Regions from separate parts of the Mus musculus genome. Here regions 2 and 3 are each linked to region 1. Evidence: chromatin contacts called from public ChIA-PET and promoter capture Hi-C data. All regions are on one chromosome and are shown on one strand. Each heading gives the region's core, a stretch centred on a gene start, on an enhancer-like site or on the middle of the called end of the contact. The rest is flanking DNA. Distances are from core to core; before and after follow the strand shown.

Region 1 (4,064 bases), core at 961-3,460:
TGAGTAATAATATACATTAAAAAAAAAAAAAAAAAAAAAAGCTTGGGGCTGGAGAGATGGCTCAGCAGTTAAGAGCACTGACTGCTCTTCTAGGGGTCCTGAGTTCAATTTCCAGCAACCACATGGTGGCTCACAACCATCTGTAATGGGATCTGTAATGCCCTCTTCTGGTGTGTCTGAAGACAGCTACAAGGCACTCATATACATAAAATAAAACAAACAATAAGAAAACCTTTTCTTTAAATTAAATATTATTCTTAATAAATGTCTGGTTTTGTCAATAAAACGTTTTCTTTCTTGATGGCTCAAACTTTTGCTCCTAGAATTATTCAAGAACAGATGAGATAATAAGTTAGATAGACTCCTATAATCACCCTTTTCTTTACCTTCAGGCTTAGAGCAGCAATACTGAAATGACTCACCTCAATATGAAAACCGCCCTGCCAGACAGTCAGCCCTCCCGTGAGCAGAATCAAGAAGGCAGGGAGGGGTAGGAATGACAAGTTTACATGATGTCACCAATACACATAAAAAATTCAAGTAACTCTTCATGTTTACCTTAGCAAGTCTGACTTCAGTGCCAAGTGAAAAAAATTCAGATCATATTGAAAATAAAGGCTACCACTAATAAGCTTTAGTAAGCAGAGGAAAAGTTTCTTTGGAAATAATAGTTTCTAGGGATAATTTAATGTCTTTGTTTTATTTTTTAAAAAATAATATTTAGTGCAGTGGTGTGTGTGTGTGTGTGTGTATGTGTGCGCATGTGCGCGTGTGTGCGCAATGTAAGGCAGAAGACAAGTTGCAAGAGTCAGTTCTCTCCTTCCAGTATGTAGGTTCTTCGGATCAAACTTGGGTTGTCTGTCGGGTCTGGCAGCAGCATGTGCCTTTTTACCCACTGAGCAATCTTACCAGCTCTATTTATTTTTTCAACATTAGTGAAATATGTAATAATTACCAATCTTTGATGACTACACAAGCCTAAGAAAAAGTATTAACTCTCACATTTTAAAATCAAGCAGAATGAGGATGAAACAATGTATATGACATAAACACAAAACATTTAAACTACTTCTGAGGGGACCCCTCCCCTTATGTAAAACAAAAGGACTCAATTCTTAATCTACTCCCGGAGGAAGCTATATTTAAAACACAAGAGGAACACATTATATAGTATGTTGAATACCTCAGTTACCATACATTGTTTCCCACAACTAAGGAAACCAAATAATACTTAATCCCCATTCTCTTTCCTGTCTTAAACAATATAAGGCGCAGAAATGTTTTTAAAGGGAAAAGCAAATATAGATGTGGTAGACAATATCCTACTTCTTTTCATGTTTTCTTAGGCGGCGGTAAGAATGGAAGACGAAAGTCCTGAGCACCTAAAGATGGCCTATTTTTACAAGTACTTTTCGGTAAATCAGACGGAGGCGGAGAAATAAGCTGTTCCCAGTGTTAGAGTCCACATTACACACACATACTCGCACACACTAGGGAAAACGCCAGAGCGGACCTGGATCCTTTGACAATGCAGCACCCAGCGTCACCCATACTACGATGGAAGAACGTGCTTGCCACGCTCCAACTCTTAGCAAAGTCAATTCGGCATCCCAAATGCAAAGTGGTCTGCAGACACCGGGGCGAGGCAAAAAGTCTACGGGGCGGGCACTGATGCCGAGATTTCTGAGAGCGATTCAAGAAAGATCACCCGTCAACTGCCTCTCGCCGGCAGCGGAGATGCTGCTGCGCGCTGCCGCACCCCAGGCTCCGGGTCTGGCCAGGCCGGGAGGGTGCGCGGTACCGCCAGCGGTCCCCGTTACCCGGGGAGCCTCGGGCCGGTCGCCACACACCCCCTGCCCCCCACTCCACGGGTCCCGGGTAGCAGGGATGCCCGCGCCCCGCTCACCGGCCCGGGTGGTGTCCGTCAGGTCATGGTTGGCCGCTCCCCGGGGAAACTCCCTCAGTTTCCGGCCGCTCAGGCTCAGCACCCCGGTGACCGCCGCCTCTTCCAGGGCTCGGTCGACCGAGCGGCTCCAAGAGCCCGGGCCAGGACCAGGGCCCAACCCAGGGCTCGGCCCACAGGTCGCACCGGAGAGGTTTCCCCCGGACGCCACAGGGCCAGAGTACTCCGCAGCCGCTACCACAGCCACCAAGCCCGCGGCCGCCATTTCCCAGCCGACAACTCTCCGGCCCGGCTCTGCGCATGCGCCACGCGATCCGCTGGGTGGGCGGGGAAAGGGGCTCGCGGACCGGGGACAGCTCTCCCGGACGCGCTGGGCGCAACAAGCCGCCTGCCCCGCCCACAAGCAGGTTTTCCAGGGAAACCGAACCGACTTCGCAGAGCTGGAGCAGCCCGGTACCCTGGGCTCCCTAAAAGGCCACTACAAAAACCAAAACCCGTCCTTAACAGCGCTCCAACTCTCAGTGGTGGATTACATTAAACGGCAAAGATTCCTTAGCCCTGTTGCTGCCAGAAACTTGGGCACTTAGAGGGGACTCCCTGAGATAAGCCCAAAATTGTCTCTCAGCTTGTCACCATACCGCCAGATGATCTGAACTGGAATTTGTGGATATACTATTAGTTCTTGAACGGGAAAACAAACATACCGTGTGAGCAGATTCGGCTACAAAGTCCCTAATTCTTGTTGAAATTGTTATGTATTTTAGATTTGTTGTTGTTGTTTTGTTTGTTTGTTTTTTGTTTTTCGAGACAGGGTTTCTCTGTATAGCTCTGGCTGTCCTGGAACTCACTTTGTAGACCAGGCTGGCTTCGAACTCTTTTTATGAAAGAGCTCTTAATGAAACCAAACGTCTTAAATACTGTGGCTGTTTGCGCAGATTTTATCACTAGCTAGAGCAGAACGAATAATATTTACATCTAACATTGAAATCTGGCTATGTAATAAATGTTGGGATTAAATTTAGAACCGAAAGACCAAAACCGGAAACCATTCAAGTAATGAAAACTACCACTCACATTTAAATAAAACCCCACCCTCCCAGTCCTGCAGTCTCTTATTTTTCCAAATCTGTTTTAAATTCAAGCCATTCCTAATATGTGATGCAAATATCACTCACCAAATTTACTTTGCTGTACAGAATTCGAGGGCCTGTCAGATAAAGTCTCTTTTCTAAAGAATTAGCTAATTTTATTTTGGAACCCAAGGAGGCCAGTTACAATAAGAAAACAGCAATTGGGCTGAGTAGAGTGCACGGCAAAGCAGTCCCTCTAGAGCAAGAACGAGTGAGGTGGGTCGGGCAGTGGTGGCACACGCCTTTAATTCCAGCACATGGGAGGCAGAGGCAGGTGGATTTCTGAGTTCGAGGACAGCCTGGTCTACAGAGTGAGTTCCAGGACAGCCAGGGCTACACAGAGAAACCCTGTCTTGAAAACAAAACCCCACCCCACCCCCAAAAAAAAGAACGAGTGAGGTTTTTGAATAAAACCTGAAGTTACAAAATAGGATGACAGAGAGCAAAATTCCAAGTATGATTTTGATGCATGTGAGCACATTAAGACACAGATGAGAAAAATCTATCACAGAGCACAAAAGAAAATATGAGGTGTGAGAAGCTGCTCATCACTCAAAGCCCAACTTCAGGGAAGCCCCCAAAAAGCACTTTCCTGAGTTCAAGAAATTGTAAAAATGTTTCAGTAATAAAGTTGATTAGTAACAGTTGCTCCAAGACCTGCTCTATCAGCCCTTTTGTCTTGTTTTGTTTGAGATAAGAGTCCCAATGTTGCCCAAGCTGACTTTGACCTTCCAACCCCTGAGAACACAAAACAAGTAATAGTTGATGCCATGTCTGGCTCTCAGCAATTTGACATTCTAGTTTCTTTTGCAACAAGTCCCACAATAAATTATTAATGTCTACTAATGAGCCCCTTCATGGTAATGGGTAGTCTTTGTCAAGTAATGTATACCCAATATATGTATTTTCTGATCTTTCTGAACATTTCTAATTCTTTGAAAGATACTAAGCTAGCCAGGAGCATGTTGTAATCCTAGTACTTGAGAGGTTGAGGCAGGATGATACAGGCCAGCCTAGATACAAAGGGATAC
Region 2 (4,053 bases), core at 547-3,046, 270 kb before region 1:
CTCTCCCTATACTATATATATATATATGTATATATATATATATATATACACACACACATACATACATATACATATATTTTTTTGTTTTACAAACCCTTTATACATATATTTTTTAAAGCACCAAAATGAAGCTTTTGATATTTCTCCAAGTTTTTCATTTACATTAATAAAAACTAACAAATGGCCGGGCGTGGTGGCACACGCCTTTGATCCCAGCACTCGGGAGGCAGAGGCAGGCGGATTTCTGAGTTCGAGGCCAGCCTGGTCTACAAAGTGAGCTCCAGGACAGCCAGGGCTACACAGAGAAACCCTGTCTCGAAAAAACCAAAAAAAAAAAAAAAAAAAACTAACAAATGTAGAATTTCAAGAGTTTTCAAGTAGCCTGATTACACTCTACTGCTTATCAGCCTCTGTATTTAAGTCCCTCCCCTTCTCTAAGTCACAAGCAACCAAAGGATAAGATCTTCTCTGACTCTTGTTACTCGAATCATTCCACAAGTTTTGAAGACCAGCATTTGCCTCTCAAAGCGCTGAGTTCCACAGTTTCTGCTCTAAGAGACGTTCAGGCTTGCTTGTAAACAGATTACAACAGAGGCAAAAACCAGAAGTGAGTGTAGAGATAAATCAGAGGAAGAATAAGCCCTTGGATAATCGAGAAAACTCTGGGGTACATTTCTGAATTCCTCAAAGGGCCTCAAAAAATTACCTGTTGAATGAATTTCTGAAGAAAGTCAATCCTGCTCACGAAAGCAGGGTTCTATCTCCAAGTCAGATCATCAGCCGCTTTGGAATTGGCCTTCCAACTGGGATATGCAGACCCCATCACACTCCGAGCCACCCCAGAACATCACTTTGGAGGGCCATACCTGTACTGCCAGCCTTTCGCACTGCCACCGCGGCTGCTGTTGCTGCTGCTACTGCTGATGGCACCCCCACAGCTGCTGTTGCCGCTGTTCTTGTTCGGGGTCACTGCTGTGGCCAAGCCCTCCAGCTTCCCTTCACTCTCGGAGACTTTCATCACCGATGCCGGCTCACCTCCCTGCATCTTAACTCCAAAGTTCATCTGCCCTTCTCGGGCGAGGGACACCAAGTGCAGAGTTATTTTGTAAGTACTTTTCCCCCTTTCTCTCTCTCGTTTTTTTACTCTCAACGGGATCTCAGACCTCGGCTAGAGTGGAAATCGACAGTGGTCCAGAAAAAGAGGACACGCATTTCCACTTTGGTTAAAAGTTTTAAAGAGCACGGGTACCCTTCAGATAGATGCCTCTCCCGAGCAAGAACAAGGAGGACAAATCACCCCGCCAGAGGGCTCGGTGCCACACTCCGAGGAGCAGCCGGGCGGCGCGGGCGAGGTCGCGGATCCTCTGCCTGGGAACGCGGGGCAAGGACGGGGTCCACGGCCCGGGAGCCCCGGAGCCCACGGCCTGACCTCAGGACTCGGGGGTCGGGCCAGCCGCGCCGCTTCTTCTCCTCAGCCGGGTCCTCGGGAGAAAGGGCCCTGTCCAGCCAGCTCCGCGGTTCCCACCGCAGCCCCGAACTGAGCCGGAGCGGTCGCGCGAAGCCCGCGGAGGGTCGGGCAGACGCCGCCGGGCAGGACGCGGGCTCCGAGGCCGCTGAGCTTGGGCCGGAGGCGAGGGGTTCACCGTGGCCTCCTCCGAGAGCGCTAGCCCTGGAGCCCCACGGAGTTCACAGGAGCCGACCGCTCCCTGGAGCTTCCTTAGCCCTAAACGTAAAAGCCAGAGCCAGGGCCCGGGCCGCCGCCCCACCCACAGCCGGTCACCCACCCGCCTGCTAGCTCTCCCCGCCTTCCTTTCCGGTGTCGTGTGAGCTCATTTCCGCTAGCATTGAAGCGGCGGCGCCATCTTTGATTGGGGCAGACGATCCCGAAAGGAGGCGGTGACCGGAGCCTCAAGGGAGAGAAGGAGCTGAAAGAAGCAGTGGGGAAAGAGGCAGCAGGCGGGAGGGAGGGAGAAAAAGGGAATGAAACGGTCTTGCTAAACAGGTCCTATACTCTCTTGGGGAGCCCCATTCCTTGCCTTTTAAGGGAACCTAAAAAAATAAGAATTTACAGAACAAAGTGGGGAAAAATAACTGATCAGTCATTTTTGAGCAACAAAAAACCCAACATGATATTGGACTAAGGTAAATCGTCTTAAAGAAAAGGAAATTGTCTTGGAAATTAGAGCTCTTGGTGATGCTGGAGAAACTTGAAGTAGATTGATATAAAAAGGATTTACTAATAAGCTTACTTAAAAAGGACCAATAACACTGGAAGAAAAGTAGTTTATTGCCACGTTTGTTACAAACTGTAAGAAAGAAAACTTTTACCATAATTGAAGTTTGGGGTCTCTGAAGAAGTTTCTCTTACTGTTTATCCCCTCAGCTTGACCTCCAGTTAGGCTCCACTCCCACAGCAAAAGGAGACAACCTGCCATTATACCCATCAAAGAGCATTCCTAAAACAAGACACAGGGGCAATGCAGGACCACAACCATCTGCAAGGCCCAGCCTGCCATTAACTCTTTGTCTAGGCACAGGGAAAGTTTACCTCTACCAGGTGGGCATGATTAACCTGGGTAACAACTACTTGAAAGAACCACACTGGTGTACTTAAGAAATAATCCTTAGCCGGGTGTGGTGACACACGTCTTTAATCCCAGCACTTGGGAGGCAGAGGCAGGCGGATTTCTGAGTTCGAGGCCAGCCTGGTCTACAGAGTGAGTTCCAGGACAGCCAGGGCTACACAGAGAAACCCTGTCTCGGAAAAAAAAAAAAGAAATAATCCTTGTCTTAGGGTTCTCTGGAGTCATAGAACATATGGAGTGTCTCTATATAGTAAGGGAATTTATTGTAATGACTTACAGTCTGTAGTCCAACTAACCCAACAATGGGCAGCTGTGAGTGGGAAGTCAGGCCTGTGAGGCTAGTATAAGCTGGTCTTCTGTGGAAATAGATTCCAACAGACTTGCTAGCAAGTAAGTACAATCAGTTGAAGAAGAGTGAACCTTCTTTCTTCAAGGTCCTGATGTAGGCCTCCAGTAGAAGATGTGGCTTAGATTAAAGGCGTGTGCCACCATACCTGAACCTAAAACTTGCTTTGTCCCAGGCTGACTTTGAACTCAAAGATTTGCTTACCTCAGTCTCCTAGAATTAAAGGTGTGTGTACCTTGCCTGGGCCTAAGATTTTCATGGCCACTATGGCTCAAGATCTCCATGTCAAGATCCAGGTCAAAAACCTGTCTTCCAGCCTCAAGATCTGGATCACAGGTGTGCCCTCCATTTCTGAATTGTAGTTCATTCCAGAGGTAGTCAAGTTGACAACCAGGAGTAGCCATGACAATCCTGATGATAACTTTGCTGTGCAACTGTCCCATTTGCCCAGAGTTGCAGTCTCCTATTTCCTCTTAAATTGTTCAAAGTGTGACCTGAAAAGGATTTAAGGATGATGGCCTCTGTGGAATGCAGAGGCCTATGGTATATCTCAGTTAGCAGAGGAGTCTTCTATTCAAGGCTATCTCCTCTTTAGCAGGAGGCAGAGTTGGATTATTACTAAAGAACATTGCTCTTGGTCTCATATAGTGTCAAGTGAACCACATGGAGTTCTCTGTCTACCTAGTCCTGGGTCTGGTGGTTATGGTGAGTGAATGCTATCACTGGGTTCTGGTTATCAGCCTTGGGTGTAGGGGAATTCTTGTCTAAAAGGCATGTTTTACTATGTTCATCTGGACAACATGGAAGTAACCCCTACAACTGAGAATATAAATAAATACATACATACATACATACATACATAAATGGATTTGGGGAATGAAACAGATAATCGGTGAAATGTGGTGGAGAACCTGACTTAGAGAAGGAAAACGTGTATAAAGGGATGTCTCACAAGATAACTTTTAAAATGAGAGGATGAGAGACAAGGATGCTAAGGGAAGAACTGTGTTAGGAGAGAGAGCTCCCACATGATGGAGTCCTGAAGGAAAACCTTCAAATCCCAGAACCAAGGAGGTTTCCAAGTTCTCTAAGCAGGTGGCAGGGTTTTCCACACCATGTGAC
Region 3 (4,137 bases), core at 488-2,987, 490 kb after region 1:
TTTATGTGTGTTTTCCCCTGTATATATGTGTTTAACTCCTGCTGCCCTTGGGATTACAAACAATTGTGAGCTGCAGTGTGGGTGGTGGGAACCCACGCTGGGTACTCTCCAGGAGGAGCAAATCTCTCCAGCCCTTGCTTATGCTTGTTCAGTCTTTCATAAAATGCTAAGCCGCTCTTCGGACAAGTCACATATGAACTCATAGGATCACTGGCATGTTTGTTACTAACATCATTCTTCACTGTGTACAGAGAAATACAGCTCAATACCATTCTATATATTTAGAACATTTACTGAGGTAACAAAACATGCATTTTTCTATATTCATGTGAAAACGGCTTCGTGAAGCTGCTATGGAAATATAGCCACTCTCCCCTACCTTGTTTGTTGTTGGGTTGTTTTTTTTTTAAGGATTTACTTATTTTATGTCTATGGGTATTTTGTTTGCATGTGTGACTAAGTACCACATGCAACCTCTGCCCACAGAGGCCAGAAGACAGCATCTGATCTTCATGTGGGTGCTGGGAACTCAACCGCAGGCCTCTGGAGGAGTAGTCAGTGCTGTTAACCACTGAGAAATATCTCCAGCCCTCCACCATGATTTTGAGACAGGGTATCTCACTGGGATTTGCAGATGAAGCCAGGATGGCTAGCCAGGGAGTCCTAGAGTCTTGTTTCTCTATTACTGGGACCAAATTCCCATCACCGGGATTACAGTGTACGACGACTTTTTACAGGGGTGCAGGAATTGAACTCAGGTCTTCATGCTTTCAGAGCAAGCAGTGACAGACTGAGCTATCTCTACAGCCCTTCACCAACCAGTTGCATACCCTGGGGACAAAAAAATCCTCTCTTGGGCGCAGTGAGATGGCTAGCTGGTAAAGGGCCTTGTACCCAAACCTGATACCTGGGTTCAATCTCCAGGATCCACATAGTTCAAGAACAGAACAGAACCAATTCCCCAAAGTTATCCCTTGATCCTAAGTAGCATGCATACACCCAAACACTCAGCCACACCCACAAGCACACGAACCTTTTTTTTTCTTTTGTAAGATGAAGTTAGTGATGTATATGTCCTATAGTCTGAACTGACCGCCCTCTTCTAGCAACCTAAGGTGGCGATCGACGCTATATGAAAAGGGCTTTGTAAAGACACAAGTCGGGTGCCAGAAGTAAGCATATCCTTCCTGGCACAGGTATGCACACAGTAACCATAGGAGTACAGCTTGTAAGCCGCTTGTTTCCAGCTTCTATTTTTCCTGTCCCGCGTGCGCACCCCCTAAAGCCTCCAAGAAGTCAACCACTTCCACAGCGCCAGTTTAGGCTCCCGGTAAGACCTGCTAGTCAGACTGCAGAATTCCGTGATGGAGAAATCACTACGTCGGAATGCATAAACCCGCCCAATCCCTTCCCCAGCCCGGCCCCTCTCCGTGTCTCCTTAGGGAAGCTCACGCATCCAAAAGCCCCGGCCCCATCCCCACATCGCCCTCCGTGCCCTGTCTGCTACGCGCCTTTGCTGGAAAATGGGCCTCAGAATGTAGGTGTTCTCAGGCTCCCCTGAGTTCTTGTCGACCTCACTCAAGCCCTCGGAGTGAGCCGATAAGGACAGGCCGCGGAAGGACACAGCCATATCCCTGCGTCTGGTCCAACAGATCTCTAGAAGGAAGTGTGGTCGGTTGCGGCTCCGAAGATCCCGGCACAGGTCGCTAGGGCAACGGGTCTCACACGTGACGTGTGGTGACCACCGCTGCGCCTGCGCACTGGCTGGAGGCCGTGAGCCCGCTGGGAAATGAGTACCAAACCGAGACCAGGACTTTTTAAGAGAAGTTAGGCAACCGACCACTTGCCACTGAGAGGCAGACCAAACCAGACCTAACTTCCTTTTTTTTTTCTTCCTATTTTTTTGAGACAGGATGCAAATAGCTCAGACTGGCCTCTAATTCCTGCCTCCATCTCCCCAGGTTTGGGATAACAGAGTTATCGGTGCCAAGTTCTATGGGTGCTGGAACTAGAACGCTACTGGGTCACAACTGCACACCGTCCCTTCTGGGTTTGGACAACTTGTGAGTTAAAAGTAGGAAACAAGTAGAATTTATATGTAATTTTGCTTTGTTTCCAGACAGGGTTTCTCTAAATCCTCTTGACTGTCTTGGAACTGACTCTGTAGACCATACTGGTTTCAAACGCCCAGAGAGCCACTTGCCTCTGGCTTCTAAATGCTGAGATTACAGGTGTTGGCCACCAAACAGACCCAGCACACATTTTTGTTTGCTTGTTTTTATTTTACATTTTTGTTATACAATATATTCTTAACATGCTTTCCATCTCTACCCCCTTGTGAGGTTCAAAGGAAACTCTAAACTACAAAAGATAGCCCAAATATCCAGATATAAGCTCAAAGTGGAGTAGAGTATTTCTAGCTGTGAGATAAAAGCCCGCATTGCTCAGGAAATTGTGAGACCAATTCCCTTACCTCTGGTAGAAGGGACATAAGCCTACTCAGGCTTATGTGAAGGTATCAAAACACATGCTGGCTTTCCTGAAAGATAGCCTTGACCACATCCAGTCTCCTGTCTATGTTCTAAGTCTACTTCTTTCCCTCTGTACTCTCGACTATTTCAGATGTCTCTGGCTCTTCTCTTTTTGTTTTTTGTTTTTTTAAAGATTTATTTATTTATTATATGAAAGTACACCGTAGCTGTCCAGAAGAGGGAGTCAGATCTTGTTACAGATGGTTGTGAGCCACCATGTGGTTGCTGGGATTTGAACTCCGGACCTTCGGGAGAGCAGTAGGGTGCTCTTACCCACTGAGCCATCTCACCAGCCTGTTTTTTGTTTTTTTGAGACAGGGTTTCTCTGTGTAGCCCTGGCTGTCCTGGAACTCACTCTATAGACCAGGCTGGCCTCGAACTCAGAAATCTGCCTGCCTCTGCCTCCCAAGTGTTGGGATTAAAAGCGTATGCCATCACCGCCCAGCCTGGGGGTTGGGGGGCGGGGAGGGGGCGGCAAGCCGGGCATGGTAGCACATGCTTTTAACTCCAGCACCATGTAGGCAGGGGCAGGCAGATTTTGAAGTCTGAGACCAGCCAGTTCTCTTTGTTTTTTTGTTTTTTGTTTCCCAAGACAGGGTCTTTCTGCATAGCCCTGGTTGTCCTAGACCTATAGAGCAGAGGGTGTGCCTGTTCTACTGAGGGAGTTTTGTTAGATCCCAAAGAAAACCAAGACCAGTATCTGTGGCTCCTTCTATCACTCTCACCCGGCCCCCACTTTAAACCACTCCAACCCAGGGGCTGGGCTTCATTTCTCTTCCCCGACCAAAACCTCACCCCACCCCCTGCTTGATACCTATATAACTGCCATTTTGGCTACATGCCCTCTTTGTTCCATGCACTCTCTTAGTCCTCTGCCCCCCTCTCCTCTCTCTTCTGTTCCTCTCACTGCTCCCTTTCCTCTCATGGCCTAGTCTTGTCCTGCTGGCCATGGTCAGTCTGGAGGTCAGGACTCTTCCAGATGCTGCAGGCTGTTCTCTTCCTCATATCTATAATGAAATTTGTCTCCTCAACCATGCTTAGCAGTGGTTGTGTCTTCCTTTTCATTCAAGCTGCAAAACAGCTGGGGTCTACACAGAGAAACTCTGTTTAGGATAGGGGAGGTGAGAAGGGCTACCATGCTGCACTGGACTTTGAAATGTGTAACAGGTACTTGTGATGCCAAGGGACCTGGGAGAGGCAGGCACGAGCTTTGATGTGCTGAAAGGGGCCACAGGTAGCCATTATGTCCCTTCTGTCAAAGGCAATGATTGTTCTCTTCCTCATATCTCAATACAACCCTTTGACAGACTCCTTTAGGCAGATAAAAACTGGTTTCACAAGTTCCTAAGGAACTTTTATCACATCTCCAGAAATCCTCCTATAGTTCAGGTTAAGCTCATTACAACATAAATGAACTGACTTTTGGAGTTGGGGAATTAGAGTTTCCTTTAGACCTGACAAGTTCATTTTGTGTTGACCAACTGTTCTTAGACATGAAGTCTACCCTGAAGTATGGTTATATACCCAGTGAGAATCACTGGAGCAAAGTAATTTTCCTTTGCAGAGGGTATCAATTGCAGATAGCCTCTTGGTTAGGGGTAACAGC

The links. Promoter capture Hi-C pulls out the DNA fragments that hold promoters and counts their contacts. ChIA-PET counts read pairs in DNA pulled down with a chosen protein or histone mark.
Region 2: an RNA polymerase II ChIA-PET map of memory CD8 T cells shows a contact between it and region 1, with 81 read pairs. The contact joins the promoter of Osbpl11 here to the promoter of Lrch3 in region 1. A contact is called at or near these places in 2 of 39 promoter capture datasets (the HPC-7 cell line and pre-B cells), 1 of 484 Hi-C or Micro-C datasets (CD4 T cells), 7 of 115 datasets of contacts at active chromatin or transcription factors (the 230-238 cell line, bone marrow-derived macrophages, effector CD8 T cells and 4 more) and 2 of 9 other capture datasets (adipose tissue and pancreatic islet).
Region 3: a contact with region 1 is called in a promoter capture Hi-C map of pre-B cells, with 2.8 times the contacts expected there. The contact joins the promoter of Tctex1d2 here to the promoter of Lrch3 in region 1. A contact is called at or near these places in 6 of 39 promoter capture datasets (the 3T3-L1 cell line, hippocampal neurons, liver and 2 more) and 2 of 115 datasets of contacts at active chromatin or transcription factors (bone marrow-derived macrophages and memory CD8 T cells).

Annotation. Positions count from the first base shown.
Region 1 is chr16:32,912,246-32,916,309 of GRCm38.p6, reverse strand. Lrch3 (leucine-rich repeats and calponin homology (CH) domain containing 3) reads right to left here and starts at 2,210. Exons shown (of 21, transcript NM_001081255.1): 1 at 1,907-2,210. The coding sequence starts at 2,168.
Region 2 is chr16:33,182,814-33,186,866 of GRCm38.p6, reverse strand. Osbpl11 (oxysterol binding protein-like 11) reads right to left here and starts at 1,796. Exons shown (of 13, transcript NM_176840.3): 1 at 867-1,796. The coding sequence starts at 1,063.
Region 3 is chr16:32,417,302-32,421,438 of GRCm38.p6, reverse strand. It overlaps Tctex1d2 (Tctex1 domain containing 2), which reads right to left and starts at 1,737. Exons shown (of 5, transcript NM_025329.4): 1 at 1,512-1,737. The coding sequence starts at 1,630.